Regions from separate parts of the Rattus norvegicus genome. Here region 2 is linked to region 1. A link is a contact called in public Hi-C data. All regions are on one chromosome and are shown on one strand. The core of a region is the stretch at or near the end of the contact, and the rest is flanking DNA. Distances in the headings are between cores, read along the strand shown.

Region 1 (2,700 bases), core at 161-2,660:
GAGATGCTGAAGTAAAGTATTGGCTCAGGATTCTCAGGGTTCTCAGGATTCTCCCCTGAACAGACCTGCATTGGCGTGATGTGACCAGCAGGTGGCGCCAAGGGCGTAGGCGATTCAAAGCTCAAGCGTTTCCTTCAGCGCTATTCAGTAGCTGACAAGTTATTAGGTGCAAAAACCTGTGAGATGTTCTCTTTATCCTCTAGCTCGGAGTCTGAGCACGACCTTGGCAAGAAGGGAAAAGAGTGAGGGAACTGAAATATCCTCCTTGAAATAACTGTCAGATAAACACAGGAGCTCGTACCTGTACTCTGAGGATTTCTGTAGGTTCAAAACCAGCCCCAGCTACCTAGAAAGTTCCAGGCCAGCCTAAGCTACAGAAGGAAAGCTTATGTAAAACACAAAAACAAACACCGCCGCCGCCACCCATTCCCCCCACACCCATCCCCCAAAGGAAACAGAAATGAGGTTAGGCACATGTCCTACAGGACAGGCAAAGCCAAGCCTCTCTGCATGAGAAGGTTTTCACCAGTGCAGGGTGCTGAACCATCCCTTAAACCTGAGTGTGGCTTTTTCAAAGGTCACACAATTAGCCCACGTGCTCATAATGCACAAGGTCCAGGATCAGCAGCTAGGATGCTTGTTCCCACGTTTAAGCCCCTCTTCATGGCTCTGGAAACAGCCACACGCCCTGTGAGCACTTAAGTTGCTCTTAAACTTGTTTTTGAAATTGAATATAATCGCAAGGGAAACCATTCGTTGCCATGATAACTTTTCTCAGAACAGAAAAGAGCAAAAACCAAATACACAGTAGTTACAACTTTTTCCAGTCTGCTTGCCATTGAATTACCTGACATATTATTGGTGATTTTTTTCCCCCACACTGTAGCGCAAAGAGTAGCTTAGAAGGCCTTCTATCGGGAATTCTGAATAGAAAGAAGGCAGAGATGATGAAGAGGGAGAGGAGGTAAGGCAGAAAGGCAGAAATGGGACCTCCCTATCCTATCCATTGCAAAACAGAAGGAATCTTGGTGGTAACCTGGCAGCTCTGAGCTGAGCCTTCCTGCCACATGGGAACGCTTCAGGAAGCATCCGTTATTTTTAATAGGAAGCTTGAGGGGAAGGGCGGAGGCCTAGCTTCCTGTGAGACAGCCTGACCCCGGAGTCTTAGCATCTTAAGGAGGCACGTTCCTTACCACCCCACCCCACCCCACCCCAGCTGGTTGACTGCTTCTCCCACACTCTCTCAACTCTTCCCTTGCTGTAGCGGAGGTGGCCTGTGGCTGGAGCGGGAAGGGGACAAGAGGAAAGACACCTCTTGGGAAGGGACAAGGAGGTGCCAGTGATCCTTTACTAAACAACCCCAGGAGCCTGTGTGCTTGAGGAGCCCTGGCTGATCAAGTTCTGGTCTAGGGAAAGATCCACTGGGCTGTGGGAAGCACACTTCACTCTAGTCTTGGTTTCTCAGCCAAAGAGAGGTCAGGTGAAATTCTACAGCAAATCCTAATGCAGGCTCCTCACAGCCCCAGACTCAGGGCTGCTGCAGGAGGACGCTTCAGGGATTTACCTCAGCACCTACAGCCTCTTTTAAGAAGAGTTGGGGTTTGTGATCTATCTCCTGTGACCCAGGGATGTAGAAAGATTATATAGCCCTTTATCCTACAGGTCTCGGTCCTAAGGAACCAAGGAACCTCTGTCACCTCAGACCTACAGGGAAGCCCTACCCATCGCAACAACGTGCTGTGCCTCTTCTGTCCCTTCCTAGTCACAAGGGTTCCAGGTGAGGCACTTGATTGCTTTAGGCCTCTGTTTCTTTGTCTGTAAGATGGGTATGATCTCGCCTTCTAAAAGTTGGTGGTCCAGACGAACTCACTCAGATGAAGTGGTAGCTATTCAATGACAGTCCAGGTACTAGCACACACTCCAGCCCATCCCCTGGGCAGCTCCTCTTAGGCAGAAGTATCTAGGGGGAAAGAAAACCTAAATGTATATCTGTGCTCAGGGAGCAAATTTTATGCACCTTCTGTTCTAGTTTGCTTTCTTTCTTTCTTTTTTTTTTTAAGATTTATTTATTGTATATAAATACACTGTAGCTGTCTTCAGACACACCAGAAGAGGGCATCGGATCCCATTAGAGATGGTTGTGAGCCACCATGTGGTTGCTGGGAATTGAACTCAGGACCTCTGGAAGAGCAGTCAGCGCTCTTAACCACTGAGCCATCTCTCCAGCCCTCTAGTTTGCTTTCTATTGATGTGATAAAGGCCATGATTAAAAGCAAATTGGGAAGGAAAGGATTTATCTCATCAGAAAACTCCCAGGTCCTACTCCAGCACTGAGAAAAGTCAGGGCAAGAGCTGAGAGTGGGTACCCATCGGTAGGAACTGAAGCAGAGACCATGGAGGTCTGCTTAATACCTCATTCCTCGTGATTTGCTAGGCCTGCTTTCATCCCAAGGCCACCTGCCCAGTGGCATCATGGCCTCCATGGGCTGAGCCCTCTCCCATCAATCACAAATCAAGGAAATAGCCCACAGACTTGCTTGTAGGCCAATCTGAAGGAAGCATTTTCTCAGTTGAAGTTCTCTCTTCCCACTGGCCTGAATCAAGTTGTGAAAACAAACAAAACTACCCCCTATCTGGGGCCAAAATTCACTTGTGCGCTGTCTCCCCGGGAAAAGTCCCACATGAGGAAAGCTCTCTGCA
Region 2 (2,700 bases), core at 183-2,682, 180 kb after region 1:
ATCATTTGTCCAGTGGATATGAGAATCAGTGGGGGGTTGGGGATTTAGCTCAGTGGTAGAGCGCTTGCCTAGCAAGCACAAGGCCCTGGGTTCGGTCCCCAGCTCCGGAAAAAAAAAAAAAAAACCAAAAAAACAACAACAACAAAAAAAAAACAAAAAAGAAATGAAGATAACCAATATCGACAATCTTCATGGACCTACATAATGCAAGCTATTTATCTGGCTTTTGAGTTTAGCGGACCAACAGATTAATAGTATGTGGTGCATCTATTTATCTAATTAATTTAGTAACGTTTTCAACTGTTTGGATGTGCTAATGGTCTCAGAGGAAGGCTGATGAGGTATCAGCACAGGCACATATTACAAATATGTTGAGGAAAGCTGAACATTGTTTGAGAACACATTTGGGTTCTAGAAGGGGGGGCGGGAGTTTGTGCTGATGGAAAGGCTGAGAGGGGACTTTCTTGGTTCCTTGAAATCCCATAGAAAAAGTACTTTCCTCACAGCATTGCATTTCTACAGTTCTTCCCTGAAAATCCGCTCAGGATTTGTAAATGCCTGACATTCCGTTAACTTAGTCAGACAGAGGAATCCATCAAAAGACTGTAACCAACTCTGTGAGATGGCTTAGCAGAGGCCCTGCCACCAAGGCGGACCACTCGCGCTCCACCCCCAGCACCCCACAAGTGGTCCTCTGACCTCCCAAGAATCTCACACCACAGAATCGAATTTAAAGGCTTCTACCCCTTCACTGGCAACTAGGAACTGAGTCTTATCCTAGGCAAGAACTCCTCACGAATGCACGCCTAGCTCTTAAGATGGGGGTCTTCATTTATTTTGGATACAGCATCTCACCGTGAAGTCCTAGAACCCTCTACATAGAGCAGACTGGCCCCAAACTTGTGAAGATCCTGGTTCTGCTTCCCTAGTGCCCGGCTGCTTTTTAATCTAAAGTAGCAGGATGGACAGTCCCCAACGAGGAGCGTCCCAGATAAGTGGGGAAGTGGAGTTAAAGGCGTGCTTCTAACTGGCCAGCTTTCAACTAGCCTACCGGGAGGCGCGGCCCTCTCTTCCTCCAGCAGTGGGGTCGTGGCGGCCGCTACAGGCCGCGGGCCCCGGGAGAGGCCGGCGCAAAACCAAGTCAATTCCATAGGAAGGGCCCGAGACAGCACGGCCGCCTCGCGGGGATGCTCGGGGTGCAGCTCCGGTAACCGAAGCGTCTCGACGCCAACCGCCACCGCGGGAACCAGTAGCGCGGTACGCGCGCGGGCCGCAGCCGCCAGCCGCTTCTGCGCCTGCGCGGCCGTCGGAAGCCCCTCCCAGCCGGGCTCTTTGCGCGCGCCCGCTCATGGCGGCCGCCGCAGTGTGTGGTACTTAGCGGGCGCGCGCGGCGAGCTCGAGAGCGCGCGGGGCGGCGGCGGCGGCGGCGGCAGGGAAGCCGGGCTGCCGGGCGGGCGCGCTCTCGAGGGCGGCGGCCCAGGGTGTCCCGTCGGTCTCGGCGCCGGGAGAGGTGGAGGCGCGGTCCGCGGTGGCGGCGGTGGCGGCGGCGGCAGCTGGCGACCGGGCGCGTTAGACGGGGCCGGGGTCCGCGGCGCGCTCTCCGCCCACAGGTAAGCGGGCGGCCTGGAGGGAGGAGCCGGCTGCGGCCCGGGGAGGGCTGGCGGGTCCCCTTGCGGAGCCGCGGCGCCTTTGTCTCGGCCTCTCCGGGCGGGCCCAGCCGAGAGCGGCGGTGAGGGGAGGCGGAGGGCGGGCGGGCGCGCCGAAGCTATGGCCCGCGCCCTCGCTCAGTCTTTGTTGTGCGGCCCGGTGTACGGCCAACATGGCGGAGGTCAGCCGCGCGCTGCGCGGGCCGCGGTCCGGCCTTGCCTCGGCGGCTCTGGGAGGGTGGCCTCCCCCGGACCCGCGCCTTTATTGTGCGGGGAAGAACGCAGCCTCCTCCCTTGTTTATGTCGCCACGAGCGAGCGCGCGGACGCCCGCCTGGGCCGCTCCAGCCTTTAAGCCTAAGCCTTGCTCCGCCCAGCTTCCTTTGCGGGATAGTTCGGGGTCCTTCCTCCACGCTCCCAGATGCAACTTAGTGTGCACGCCCTGGCCGCTGCGGACCGTCCGTTCCTGGAAAGATACAGAATTTGTTTACCCTGGCAGAAGAGTCACATTTGTGCATTTGGAAAACGAGGCCATCTAGCTGATTTGTCAAAGTCATGGAAACCCTGAACGTGGATGCAGGACAGGGCATCTAACTGCTGTTCTTAGCGTTGAACATTTACCATTTCTTGATAGGCGACTGTCCAGGGTGAAATGTTAACTCGTTAAAGCATTTGGAGCTTGGGCTCCGAACTCTGTCCTCCTGCTTTGATTCAAATCCTGCCCCACCGGTTTGTGACCTTGGGCACGATTTTGGTGCTTCATCTTCCTAATCTGAAAAATGGGTCTAATGGAGAGTATTTGGCTTAAGCCTTTGAGAACGAGATGGGAAATAGTTGATGTGCAGAGAGCTCTTAGAGTAAGTACTAAGCGATCAGAGTAAATGATTACTGCTAAAGACCCTTGCCTCATAACATACGCTTAAGTTATTTTGGCATGGATGCATTGGAAGTACATAGACCAAAATGTTTGAAATCGGGTTACATAAAATCGGGTTAGTATTTGGGTTTTACCGTTTAAAAAAAATGAAAGGATTTAGAGGACAATGATATGCTTTC

Evidence for each region. A called contact is a pair of places that touch in the nucleus more often than the background predicts.
Region 2: a contact with region 1 is called in a Hi-C map of Schwann cells, with 7 times the contacts expected there. The contact joins the promoter of Siah1 here to the enhancer-like site in region 1. A contact is called at or near these places in 2 of 12 Hi-C or Micro-C datasets (Schwann cells and frontal cortex).

What each region holds. Positions count from the first base shown.
Region 1 is chr19:36,375,286-36,377,985 of GRCr8, forward strand. No RefSeq gene overlaps it. Among named protein-coding and RNA genes, the nearest start is that of N4bp1, 20 kb to the right of the region's middle. Within about 2 kb of position 1,411, at least 16 of the 93 cell types and tissues checked have an H3K27ac peak or open chromatin away from gene starts, as enhancers often do.
Region 2 is chr19:36,550,733-36,553,432 of GRCr8, forward strand. It overlaps Siah1 (siah E3 ubiquitin protein ligase 1), which reads left to right and starts at 1,433. Exons shown (of 2, transcript NM_080905.2): 1 at 1,433-1,610.